3 separate regions of the Callithrix jacchus genome follow, and all the other regions are linked to region 1. The links are chromatin contacts, called in public Hi-C maps. All regions are on one chromosome and are shown on one strand. Each heading gives the region's core, a stretch centred on a gene start, on an enhancer-like site or on the middle of the called end of the contact. The rest is flanking DNA. Distances are from core to core; before and after follow the strand shown. Region 1 has its middle 260 kb from the start of SEPTIN10. Region 2 overlaps SH3RF3 (SH3 domain containing ring finger 3). Region 3 overlaps SH3RF3 (SH3 domain containing ring finger 3).

Evidence for each region. A called contact is a pair of places that touch in the nucleus more often than the background predicts.
Region 2: a Hi-C map of skeletal muscle shows a contact between it and region 1, with 9 times the contacts expected there. The contact joins two enhancer-like sites. A contact is called at or near these places in 3 of 3 Hi-C or Micro-C datasets (induced pluripotent stem cells and skeletal muscle).
Region 3: a Hi-C map of skeletal muscle shows a contact between it and region 1, with 4 times the contacts expected there. The contact joins two enhancer-like sites. A contact is called at or near these places in 2 of 3 Hi-C or Micro-C datasets (induced pluripotent stem cells and skeletal muscle).

What each region holds. Positions count from the first base shown.
Region 1 is chr14:19,617,775-19,622,224 of calJac240_pri, reverse strand. No RefSeq gene overlaps it. Among named protein-coding and RNA genes, the nearest start is that of SEPTIN10, 260 kb to the right of the region's middle. Within about 2 kb of position 1,759, at least 2 of the 16 cell types and tissues checked have an H3K27ac peak or open chromatin away from gene starts, as enhancers often do. A contact at or near this core is called in skeletal muscle, where this site is marked.
Region 2 is chr14:19,984,444-19,988,893 of calJac240_pri, reverse strand. The region is part of intron 1 of SH3RF3 (SH3 domain containing ring finger 3); the gene reads left to right. Among named protein-coding and RNA genes, the nearest start is that of SH3RF3, 6.7 kb to the left of the region's middle. Within about 2 kb of position 2,388, at least 1 of the 16 cell types and tissues checked has an H3K27ac peak or open chromatin away from gene starts, as enhancers often do. A contact at or near this core is called in skeletal muscle, where this site is marked.
Region 3 is chr14:19,927,833-19,932,282 of calJac240_pri, reverse strand. The region is part of intron 1 of SH3RF3 (SH3 domain containing ring finger 3); the gene reads left to right. Among named protein-coding and RNA genes, the nearest start is that of SH3RF3, 63 kb to the left of the region's middle. Within about 2 kb of position 1,747, at least 1 of the 16 cell types and tissues checked has an H3K27ac peak or open chromatin away from gene starts, as enhancers often do. A contact at or near this core is called in skeletal muscle, where this site is marked.

The sequences.
Region 1 (4,450 bases), core at 510-3,009:
TAAGCCCACACTCCATGCCCGCCTCCTGTTTAGCACTCTATACCCATTGCCTCATTTTTGTCCTCACATCAGCCTTATGAGGTAGGAATTATGACCATGCAATTTCACAGATGGGGAAACTGAGGCAGGGAGCAGTTAACCAACTCGCCTCAGGAAGGGGCAAAGAGGTGAGGCAGCTGGGATTCAAACACAGGCCACACTCCTAACCCTTCAGCCTGTTCTTGTCCTCAGGAGTCCTGGCTGACGTCAGAGCCACTGACACTTGTCCCTTTCTGACTTGCTGTGACAGTGCTCCTTGAAGCCTGACTTGGAACTGGAGAACGAGGTCCCACAGCCACAACAAGTTCTCAGCTGTCCTCTGTGGCCTCTGAGGACAGCACCAGGTGGCCCAGTACACCACATGCCCCCACATGGTGGTAACATACTCTGATCAAAAAGAACAAAAAGTTCTCCCCCATCCAGTGTGCCTCTGCTTGGGCCAGCAGGCTGGCGATTGGTGGCCTGAGGAGTGGTATTCTTGCAGCCAGGCTAGGAGAATCTGCCCACCTGGAGGTGCCAGGACCACATGGCAACTAGCTAAGGCCAATGGCTGCTGTGGCAAGGCTCAGATCACCAGCAGAGGGTGGGGGCCTGCAGGGAGGGTTGGGGAGGGGCACAAGCCTCACCTCCCCAGGGCCCCTCACCTCCCTAATGCCCCTCACCTCCCCAGGGCCCCTCACCTCCCTAATGCCCCTCACCTCCCCAGGGCCCCTCGCCTCCCCAGGGCCCCTCGCCTCCCCAGGGCCCCTCACCTCCCTAATGCCCCTCAACTCCCCAGAGCCCCTCACCTCCCCAGAGCCCCTCACCTCCCCAGGGCCTCTCACCTCCCTAGAGCCCCTCACCTCCCCAGAGCCCCTCACCTCCCCAAAGGTCAGGGGCAGGTTCTAGCCCCGCTTCTGTCTCCAGCTGGCTTTGTGATCCAAAGTGAGACTGAAGACAGGGCTGTCTCATCTACTACTGAGGTCTCTTCTATGGAATTGCCCCACAAGTTCTCGTCCACACTCTCCCTGCATTTTCATGGCTGCTGCCCCACACCCCCAAATAAGGAATGGGGGGTGGCCAGAAAGAAAGGTGAGGTCCTGCATCCCTGGGAGGGCATGCTCAGGAGGCCGAGGTGGGGTGGCCTCCATGTGTGCCTCCTGGTGCCTGAAGCGGTGCTGCCCGCAGAAGGTGCTGATGCACACGTGCTACAAAATTGTCTAGAGTGGCGTTGCTGCCCAGAGCTTGCCGGGACTTCCAGGTGGGAATTGAGCTGGGCACCAGACCCATCTCCAGGGCACACGGGAGCCCCATCACGTGTGGCAATGAACTTTCTCTGCAACTCTGGTGAGGGCTGTGACATCTGTCTCAACATCCAGAATGCCTTTAGGGGGCTTGTCTGCCCTTTTCGGCCTGCTGGAAACTCCTCCTGGCTCTGGCATGGAACCCTGGCCCTCCTCCTTCTGGGCCCTGGTCCCACTGTCCTTTGCCATGTGCATGCCTCAGCGACTGACATGTGAGCCCCATGTGCCCTGGCACCTCCACCAGCCCTCCCTGCCTTGCCTCCCTGCTGCTCCCTGGGTGCTCCCAATGTGTCCTTCCTCCTGACATCCAGCAAACCAACACATGGTGCAGCTGATTTCACCTCTCACTGTGGCCTCTGCCACCCTCCTGCCCCCTCCTGAGTCAGGTCCAGGTGTGCCCAGAGATGGTCCTGCCAGGCATATGTGGCCCAGGCTGCCTGGGATCTGCTCTGTACCACACTGGGTACCCAGGGATTTTAACACCACAAGTCCCCCCGCCACCCTCCCTGGTCTACTGCAGCCACCCCTGGTCTCCTGGTCTTCACTGTGTGTCTCTCTGTCTACACTCCAGGTTTTTCCGGGACATTCTTGACTGGAGCCGGCTTGTTGGGCCCTGTGGGAGGCAAGTCATCCACAGAGGCTGAGCAAGAAAAAGAAGCCGGGCAGGCTGGGCACCCTGGAGAGCCCTTGGGTAGCATCTTTGGCTTTCCCCTCCCAGGTGCTCCTGTCTTTCCCAGGTGCCCTGAGACCCACTATCCCTCACCTGACTCTGACCCTGACCCTTGCCCATCCCCTCATGGGCCAGCAGGGGAACAGCCACCTGCTGTTCATTCACCTCCAGCTCTAGGGGCCCATCATGACTTTGGCCACTGCCATGGCAACCATCTTGCATGTGAGGGCTCTGGCAGCCTGTTTCTGTCCTGAGGTGGCTTCTCAAGCACCCAAGGGTGGGAAGCCCGCAGGAGCCCACACAGCCCTTTCCCTGCACATCGCTGAAGGCGCAGGGCCCAAAGGAGCCAGCAGATGGATATGCTGCCCTTCCTGGGGCAGTTCTGAGGCACCCCATGCCGTGCTGCCCCAGCTCCTTCCCTGGCACAATGCCCCAAACTTCCACTCCCATGCCCTGGAGTTACTTCCCAAAAGAAAGCACCTGCACAGCACACAGTAGCACCCAGGCCCCACTGATTCACACCTGCCACGCCACACACACCTCATGTGCATGCACACACCCCACATATGTACACATGCATGCATACTCCACATGCATACATGCCATATGCACACCGCACTCATGCACACACATAGACACTCCACACATACACATACCACATGTACACACACCATGCACACACACATGCACATACACACACACTGCATGCATGCACCATGTAAGCCACATGCATGTACAAACACATGCACACACTATGCACATGCACACACAGAAACTGCACACACTACACACACACACACACACACACAGCACTTGCATGTGTGCACACACATCCTTCTCCCTGTTCTAGCACACCTGCATAGATGAGGCTTGGCAGGAGGAGGACCACAGGGAGGGAGGGAGGGAGGAGGGTGCCCATGGGGGCTGTAGTCTGTGCCGCCTCACCTCCCCAGGGCCCCTCACCTCCCTAATGCCCCTCACCTCCCCAGGGCCCCTCACCTCCCTAATGCCCCTCACCTCCCCAGGGCCCCTCGCCTCCCCAGGGCCCCTCACCTCCCTAATGCCCCTCAACTCCCCAGAGCCCCTCACCTCCCCAGAGCCCCTCACCTCCCCAGGGCCTCTCACCTCCCTAGAGCCCCTCACCTCCCCAGAGCCCCTCACCTCCCCAAAGCTCCTCACCTCCCTAATGCCCCTCACCTCCCCAGGGCCCCTCACCTCCCCAGAGCCTCTCACCTCCCCAGGGCCCCTCACCTCCCCAGAGCCCCTCACCTCCCTAATGCCCCTCCACTCCCCAGAGCCCCTCACCTCCCCAGAGCCCCTCACCTCCCCAGGGCCTCTCACCTCCCTAGAGCCCCTCACCTCCCCAGAGCCCCTCACCTCCCCAAAGCTCCTCACCTCCCTAATGCCCCTCACCTCCCCAGGGCCCCTCACCTCCCCAGAGCCTCTCACCTCTCCAGAGCCCCTCACCTCCCTAATGCCCCTCACTCCCCAGGGCCCCTCACCTCCCTAATGCCCCTCACCTCCCCAGGGCCCCTCACCTCCCCAGAGCCCCTCACCTCCCTAATGGCCCTCACCTCCCCAGGGCCCCTCACCGCCCTAATGCCCCTCACCTCCCCAGGGCCCCTCACCTCCCCAGGGCCCCTCACCTTCCCAGGGCCCCTCACCTCCCCAGAGCCTCTCACCTCTCCAGAGGCCCTCACCTCCCCAGAGCCCCTCACCTCCCTAATGCCCCTCAACTCCCCAGGGCCCCTCACCTCCCCAGAGCCTCTCACGTCGCCAGAGCCCCTCACCTCCCCAGAGTCCCTCACCTCCCCAGAGTCCCTCACCTCCCCAGAGCTCCTCACCTCCACAGAGCCTCTCACCTCCCTAGAGCCTCTCACCTCCCTAGAGCCCCTCACCTTCCCAGAGCCCTTCACCTTTCCAGAGCCCCTCACCTCCCTACAGCCCCTCACCTCCCCAGAGCCCCTCACCTCCCCAGAGCCCCTCACCTCCCTAGAGCCAGCTTGTGGCTAAGGAGCCTGTGGCCAGGGTTATAGAAGAATGGGTGTCACCAGCAGACCAAGCCCTCACCCACAGCCACATTCTAACCTTAGCATCCAACAAAGCACTTCAGCCACCCCAGGGGACCACCATGATGGTGGCCGATGGGCAAATCCTAGAAGAGTAAGCAGCCTGTATGGGGCCCAGCCAGCCCCCTGGGCCTGGGGGCCTTCTGGTCCCCAGCAAGCCTGCAGCCACCTGTCAGAGTTCTCCTCACTGCTTGAAGCTAGAATGGAGAAGGGCCTTAATGCGGGCATGTTCCCACGACCCTCAGAAAGGCAGTAACCCTGGTTTCTGTCACTCCATCACGTGCTCTTGCAGCTCTGAAGTTTGGTTGAAACTTAAACTCAGCATCAAGCTCCTTGGGCCAGATTCCGAGCTTATGTAACTCCCCAGGAACTCCCATTTGCTGGACTCT
Region 2 (4,450 bases), core at 1,139-3,638, 370 kb before region 1:
TCCCTTTAATGTCCCAAGCTAGCATCAATCAAATTGATTCAGTGCAGTGAGAATCTTGCTGAAAGGGTTTTGTGGTTCCACATTGAGTAATTCAAAGCATGCTTTTTAATGTGATTTAATAAGGACTCAAATATAAGACAATACCAATTTTTTTTGAAAAAAATTTAAATCCTTGACTTATATTTGGGCTTATATAGAACATCGTCTGCAGTTCGCCTAGACTGCACTAGGCACTATTATAGGTGAACAAGACTGCCTTGGGCTTTCTTGACGGAGCTGGTATTAGGGGTGGTGAATGTAAGCTGTCTGCCCCAGCTCTCAGAAGGTACTCGAGGGCACTGACTGGTGTCAATCCAGAATTCTGTGAGGGTTACAAGGAAGGACATTGTCACAAATTAAATAACTCTAGAAAGCTTAGGGAGTGCCTTTGATGACATAAAAGTAGGCATTAGAGCCAAATTAGTGTATCTGTATTTTGTATTTTGAGGTACAATGGTATATGTTCACATTGGATCTCTTTGAAAATCTCTTCTATGTCTCTTTGACATTGTGACTGGGACTTAATAATGGAAAAATATTTTAAGTTGGAGAATGATAAAATTATATATGTTAAATATTTTATTTTCTAAGCACACACATATATGATTATTTCACCATTTTGGGGGGTACAGGGCTGAGGACCTTTCTTTGAGTTCCAAATTGTCTTTTTAGCTGAAACCAGTCACCTTTTATGAATTTCTATTTGTTTCTTTCAAATGGAGTGAAGACTAAGACTTTCAAAGAATTTTGAGTAGAGCATCTTCTAGATTTTAAATAGGCCCTCCCCACTAATGTTGATGTTCTTGTTTACACCTGATTTGACCATTTTAAAGCAATCTCCCTTGGTTGAGTCTTTCCTAACGGTCATCTTGATTTTCCAAGGGGCAACATTTCTTTTTTTTTACTCAAGCTTCTTCCCTGGTTACAGGCTATTGAAGTATGGTGCATATTTAGCATTATGAATATAACTTGCATTAAAATAGTTGGGAATAAGGACAACATATCCCTGACAAGCACAGGCCTCCCCAGGCAGGAGTGGCTGGCCCAACCTTGCCAGGTTGTAGCCTCTGGTGGGTGTGGGTGACTTCTGTGTTACAGAGGACGTGGAATGTGTTTAGTCCAGCTGATCAGCTAGTGGAGACCAGGATGGAGGGTGTCTATGATATCTGGAAGCTACTTACCGTGTTCTTTGGTTCTTGACAGTTGAACTGCTTATACCCGAGATTTTCTGTTGAGCGTTTACTGAGTGCCTGCAGCATGCTGGACACTTTGACATGTATCACCTTATGGAAAGTTCACAGTAATCCTGCCAAGTGGCTGGCGTAATTATTATTTTAAGGCCCAGAGAGATGGATATATGGGCAAGTCAGATAGAGAGCTAGGAAGTGATTGAGTTAGGATTCCGTTCCTCTGCCCTTCTGTCCAGCTTGGCTGGATGGTTGGGGTGTTGTCGTGGTTTGGTCTTGAATGTAGTAAGGACTCCAGAGGAATAGGCTAGCACTTGGGGTCCTCACAAAAAACCAGACAGCTCACAAGAGAGCAGACAAGTGGTTGATGTGACAGCTGAGTTACAGCGAAGTCCTTTTCAGAAGTGGAAATAGCAGTTTGTAGCCAGAGAGTAAATAATCTAAATTATCATTCATTGAGCACCCACTGGGCACCAGGCGTGGCTGAAGCCTTTGCTGTGGCTAAGGGTTGAAGAGTGTTAAAGTGTAGTTCATCTGATTCTTACTGGAACTTGGTGAGGTCGCTAGTTATATAGGTAAAGAAATCAAGGCTCCATAATTTTCTTGCTGAGTGGCACGCAGTTAAAAAGGGTGTTTCTTGGAAGATTAACTTTGGCCTCGGTTAGGACTCCTCTTACTCTACCACAGGCTCAGCTCGTTAGTAGCAAGGTTCTAAACATAAGCAACAGCCACCCCTTGCATTCACTGCACCCACGGCTACAGATGCTCTTCTGTGCAAGGCTGCTGTCTTGTAAACCCAGAGTGTGCAGAGCGGTGTGACCCACAGGAAACAGCATCAAATCTGTTGTGGCTTTGGCCTCAGGTGACAGACAGCTCTATTAATATGTAAGTGACTGATCCACACTTGTTCTTCCCTTCTGCTCTGCTTCTGTGTTGGCTTCACTCTCAGCCCCACCTACTAGGTCTCAAATAGAGGCTGTGGCTTCAGATGTCACAGCCCCATGACAACACCCTGGACACAGTAGGATTTCTTCCCCTTATACTTGGTCTCCAAGTCAGTGAGCAAATGGTGACCCAGCCCCAACCCCATGCTTCCTTCATATCTCTGGGGACAGTGTTGCCTTTTAGGCTGGTGTCTGAAGTCGGCACACAGGACTGCCTTCCCTCCTGAGGCGATGGCCTGCTGCCTCCCCCAGGGCATATGGAAGGAGGGGAAGAGGTAGTGGGAATCCCACTAAAAGTGTTTTTTTTTTTTTTGAGATGGAGTCTTGCTCTGTCATCAGTCTGGAGAGCAGTGGCCCGATCTTGGCTCACTGCAACCTGTAGCTCCCGGGTTCAAGCGATTCTCCTGCCTCAGCCTCCCGGGTAGCTGGGACTACAGGCATGCTCCACCATGCCCAGTTAATTTTTGTATTTTTGTAGAGACGGGATTTCACCATGTTGGCCGGGATGGTCTCGATCTCTTGACCTCGTGATTTGCGCTACTTTGCCTCCCAAAGTGCTGGGATTACAGGCATGAGCCACCACGCCCTGCCTGAATGTGGTTTTAATTCTGGCTTCCCACTTCCTCACCGTATGCACTGGGCAAATGGGCTAGCTTTCCTGAGCCTTTTTGTCAGTGAATTAGGGATGCTATCTGCTTCTTTGGATAAATGGGATAAGTACTCGCAGTGCAGTGCCTGGCACATATGACTGGCTGTCGTTTCAGGGCCTATTCTAATAGGAAAACCTTGGAGTCTCTTATCACGCATGAGGCATACCTCAGAGTGCCTGCCTTGCTGCTGGTGGATTTGTGGTATTTAGTATTCTAAATTAAGGGCGTATGTGTGTATGTGTGTGTGCACATGTGTGGATGTGGATGTGCGTGGGGGTATGTATGTTGTGAGTCTGATAGCATGCTTTGCTTCTAGATTCAGTCAGCCTATGTTGTGGAAACTGGATTGTCAAGCATTACTGGGCCTCTATGCTGAGTAGTTGCTTGAGTCTGTTGGTTTCCTTTTTAAATTTATTCCAAGTTTATCTTTGTTATCAGAGGTAGTGTTCCTGATTTTTACAAGCTTCATTAAAAGAGAAAAAATGTCTAAGCCATAATCTGCTTTAAAAAAAACAGCAGGGGAGAATAATCCTGCTCAGCTGCTGATCCAGCCTGTTGGCAAGCTGTCCTGAAAACGAGCCCACCTCTGTCATCCATAGGACACAATAGCTTGTCTACAGCTGCCTAGAATCAGGCTGCTTGGTGTGATTGAACTGAGCAGAATTCTATTCAATTGTTTCTTCCTCCTGGCTTTTGAGAGCCTGCCTGCTTGCTGGAGCATGACAAATTCGGGGCTCAGTTTTGTAGTTGTTTCTAGCATGCATTTCAGTTCAATCTGTATTTAATCTCTATCTTTTACAGTTAACATGGTATTTTTGAGATGCATTAAAAAAAACACATCAGCAGGCATTTGCTGAGGAAAATGCTCTTGATAGCAACCCTTGAAGAGGCCAAGTTCAGTTTTTATCAGATTTGCCTTGCCTGGGAGATCTTCAAATTTGATGAATGTGAAATGCATGCTTGATGGATATCCTATTGGAATTTTAATTAACTTTAAGAGAACAGGGTGTCAAGCTGAAGGTGTTGGCAACAGTGAATGGTTTACAGATCATGCAAGCATCCCATAATGTGGGTCGCCCTTTTCCCATTGAGTGAAGTTGGAATGAAAAAGTGTATAAAGTTGCAGCACGATTTGGATTCTGCCTTTTTTAGGCTCCACTGGCCCTTGATGGTTCTGCACATCCTTGGAGGGCATTTAGAGCTACAGCTCTCCTTTGGGAGACCTGAAGGAGGACCCAGAGGAGTCACTGCTCTCTTGGGTAGCACATGTTTACATTGTTAGCTGATACAAATGTGAAGATATGATGGTATTTGCAGTTCCATGTAATGGAATGTGTGCATAAGGCTCACATGAATTTATGTGAGTTTAAATGAATTAGGATTCACCACAGGAAATGGGTCAGGTGGAGGGGTGAGAGAATTTAGAAGCATGTTTGCACTGGGGCACCTATAAATGTGCTGGAGCCGGGCTCACTGAGAGCAAGAGGATTGGGGAGAATTACCAGAGAACTGGGGAGTTCACAGGGAGCTGTCTTGTCCCTGGTTCAAGGAATGGGGTGTTGATGCCTTTCTCCCTCTGGCTTCACTGCACACATATTTAAATATCTGCTGTGTACCAGGCACTACAGTG
Region 3 (4,450 bases), core at 498-2,997, 310 kb before region 1:
GTGAGGAGCTGCTGCTGAGCTTCTCTGCCCTCCGGGACCAGGCAGGCCCTGGCCTGTGGATACCAGCATCTGCCACTCATGCCTGAGTATCAACTGTCGAGCACCGCCCCTTCTCGGGCTGGCCACATAAAGAGCTGTAGGCTTTATTGTGGAAACCCATGTTCTTTGGAGGCCTGCTTAATTAAGTTCCCATTTGCACCTAACCCTGGCACGCTTGATAGGCTTCCCTTGCTGGAGCTATTTTTGCATCGCTTTCTGGAAGGATGCCTCTTTCCCCGCAGGCAGCCTCTGACCGTGTGCCATGGAGCTCCACATTTGCGTCTTATTTTTCTAAGCACTTGCTATTTTTGTTTTTCTTTGGTATTCATTTGACCTGGACTTCTGATAAGGCATTTAAAAATAGACTTTGGGTTTCCTGTGGGTTATTGGGCTTCTCAAAATCTCCCGTCTACTTTTAAATACCTGCTGATTTGTGTCACCTGATCCCAGCATGGAGTCCGGCTATGCATTTGGAAGGTCTCTCGAATTTCCCTTCCACCTCTCAGGGTTGCATTGCCTCATTACTGAGCACCCTGCCCTGCAGTGAGAAGGGCCAGGTACCTCGTCCATCTTGTGGGCCTTTTGGAGACACCACCAGAAACTTCCATTTGCAGTGGCAAATCTGTAGGCACACGTGTTTTTCCAAAGTGGGAATCCAGGCGATGTTGAAGGGCCCCAGAGGGAATGCAGACCACTGGTTCTAAGCCTCCTTTAGTGGGATGAGGGACAGAGGCTGGCAGGTACATGTCTCCCTCAGGGTCACATGGCTGGTTGGCCATGGCAGAGCTGCAGCCTGGAGGCCTTGTCCATCCTCAAGGCCATGTTGGGGCATTTGGGGTATTTGGGATGGCAGAAACTGTCCACCATCTGGCACCAGCTGTTCTCCTGGGCCCCTGGGAAGCTCCCCTGGCCCTATGACCTGGTGTTGGGCTGTGGCTTGCTGGCCTGGCTGGGTCCTGCTACTGGTCCTTACCATCATTTAATCCTGTGGCGGGCAGCCTTCTGCTGTGGCATGGCTCCCGCAGCCCTTCTTCCATCCTGAGTAGCCCTATAAGGGAGAAGGATGCAAGTGACTCCCCCACAGTCTGTTTGCAGAGTGCTTGGGACCAGCTGCTTAGCACCTGTGCTGAGAGGTCTGTGGGTTTGTCCTGCAAGAGTGGCCCCATATCATGTGGCTGGATGTGGCATCAGCCTTGAAACTCTGAGTGCTGCTGGGCTGTGGTTGCAGCTGTACCTGGCCTGGCTGGCTGAGGTCTGGTCGCAGTGAGGGGCTGGCTGTGTGAATCCTGGGCTGGTGTGTGCTCCTATGGGAGAGGGGAGCTGCACCACATGCCCTGTGGCCTTCTGGGCCTACTTGTGGCCAAATGAGTCCGGGTGGCAGTGGCGTACACTATTACTACTGACTGTTTGGGGCATAGCTCACAGGGAGATCCCTCCAAGAGGAAGAGGTAGGCCCAGATGGACATCCTTTGAGGACCCCGGCACATCATAGAGGCTGGCACTACCTGCGTAGTAGCGTGAAGGCTCCCCCTGCAAAGGGGGAACCTGTGTACGGAATAGGTGTTTGAGTTCCCTTAACTCTCACCATAGCCCTGTGAGTGGGTGCAAGTTTTCTCTCTTCTGCAGATGAATACACTGAGGCACAGAGAGCTGGAAGAACTGGCCCAAGGCCACATAGCTAGTAGAGGCAGAGGTTGGGTTTGAACCCATGCAGCCCGGGGGCCCAGGAAGGCAGTAGTCTTCTTGCTTTTCCTGCTAACCCTCTGTGGAATCTCAGGGTCCTGGTGGGGGTGTCTCCAGGATAATTCATCGGTCATTTGGGATGCAGGGATGCCAGGATGCACTTGGCCTCATTCTGGGAGGGCTGCTGTTCTGCCTGACACAGGAGGTGCTAAGAAGGGACTGAAAGGGCCAGGCCATCCAATGCAGGGATGGCCACAGCAGGGACCTCCTGGGACCCTCAAGACATGGCCTGCATAGGTTGTAAATGGAAGCAAACCAACCAGCCACCCTGTGATCTAAGCCCTGTGAGATCACAGCTGCAGTGTCGTCTGTAAATGACAGAGAAATTTATGACCCTGAGGAGTAAATTATCAACAGTGCAAGATAGGATTGCTTCACACATCCCTGTGACAACTTAAACATAAAACCTAGTGAGCAAGGGGTACATACAAGAGGTGGAGGGGCACAGTGGGCTACATTTAGGGTACCATGCCCAGCACAGATTGGAGGATGCCGGTTGAGTTTCTCAGGCTGCTGTAACAAAACACCATACACTGCGTGGCTTAAACAGCAGACATCTATTTCTATGAGACGTTTATTTCTCACATTCCTGAAGGTGGGATGTCCAAGGTCAAGCTGCCAGCAGGTCTTATTCCCAGTGAGGGCTCTCTTCCTGGTTTGTAGACAGCCAGCATCTTGCTCCTACCATGGTGGAGATAGAGAAAATTTTTCCTGTCACTTAAAGGGGACTAATCTCATTCATGAAGGCTCCACCCTCATGACCTAATCACCTCCCAAAGGCCTCGCCTCCTGATACCAAACTTAGGAAGTACAGCTTTCGACACAACTAGGCTATGTAGCACAGCCTGTATTCCCGGCTACAAACCTGAGCAGCATGTGACTGTACTGAACACCATAGGTGGTTGAGACATAGCGGCAAATGTTTGTGTAGCTAAACGCAGAAAAGGTACAGTAACAATATAATCTTATGGGACGCCATGGTATATGCCGTCATCATGGACCGCAAGGTCTTCATGTGGTGTATGACTGTATTTACACAGTGGCCTTAAGCACCATCTTGAACTTTTCTACACAGTGCCATTTTTAAAACTGTCTTGGGGATTAGTGCTTTGATATAGAAGGCTTAAGTGTATAGAAACTTCATACATAGCACCAGCTGTACAGCACGTGTCCCCAGGGATGTTTGCAGTGTCTGAGGACAGTTTTGGTTGTCATAGCTAAGGTGGGGTGGATGCTGCAGAATATGCTGAAATGCATGGGACAGCCCCCCACGGAGAAATGTCACCAGTGCCAAGGGCAAGAAACTGACATTTTCCTTCCAAGCCCTGGTGATGTGGAGGAAATACTACAGACATTCCCCACATGCTCTTAAGGTGACTCCGTTAGTATGAAACGTTTCTATTTTACAGGAGAACAGAATAAGAAACTCCAGAACACACCATCCACAGAGTCACCCGGAGGAGCCTATCCTACACCTGTATTTGGGGTTTTGCAGCAAGGTGTCCTCAGTGGGCATCTGTTTGCTCAGAGGCCTTCCTAGGCCCTGCAGCAGAGCTCACCGCCAGCAGCCTCCTTTCCATTGGCTCCTCCGTGGAGTTGCCAGTGGTGTTCCGTCATCTGCCTTGTTTGTCTCTTTCCCTCGTCTCTGGTTGCTCCTGTGTCCTGCCTGGTCCCTGGGTGTGGCTGTGGCCTCCATTTCCTTTGTAGTCCCTGTGTTTTGCTCAGTCAGGGGATTGGAGCCTCCCACGCTGGCCTGTGTGCAGAGCCTCCAGGCTCCCGGCCTCCAGCCTTGCTCTTCCAGGCACTGCCAACCCTTTCCACCTGGAGGTGCTACAGCCTTTTTAAGGGAGCTTGTCACAGGAGTCCTCCGCTACCCCGCCACCCTGGCCAAGCTGGAGGCCTCTTTTCTCCTGGTGTCCCTGCACCCCCGTTGGTTCACCTGCTCACAAGCTCTGTTTCTTGCTGCCCCTCCTCACTCCACATTCCCCCTCCATGACCAGGTCCTTTGGGGCTGCCCGAGCACAGAAGGCAAACACAGGGTCCCGTGTTCGTAGGACAAGAAAAGAAGCCTTCCCCCTCGGTGCGGCCTCAGCCTGTCATGGGGTTTCCTGTATGCTGTTTCATTGTCACTCTTCCTTGGGCTCTGGGTGCCTTTCGGGGAGGGCAGACCTTGCAGTGGCCTAGGGCCCACCCACACTGGTACCCGGCCTGCTGCTGGGGACAGTGGGCAGCAGCAGCTGGGCAGCTGGGGGACCTGGGACCCTGTGAGCTGGGGTTCCAGGCCAAAACAGCCGAGTTCTGGACCTGTCACTTCTCTCTCTCATGGAGAGAAGACACATGAAGCCGGTGCCGTTCCTGATGTAAAGTGAGGGCTAGCTATGCTGAGGGGCACATAGCCCTCACTTTATATTGGGTATGGCACCGGCTTCATGTGTCTTCCTTCCAGCCTGTTCTCTGCATGGCTGCAAGGTACGTGGTCCTGAAACGATGCTTTAGTTTTGCCTCTTCTGCACTTAAAAACTCATTCTGCAAAGTGAAAATGTGGCTGGCCTCATGTTTGAAGCCTTCCACAGGGAGATCCTAGTCCTGCTCTCCCTGGGCTGCTGGATCCCACAGGGACACTGCCTGGGCTTTGGGCCTTGGCTCTGCCTGGGTGCAAGCTGTTTCC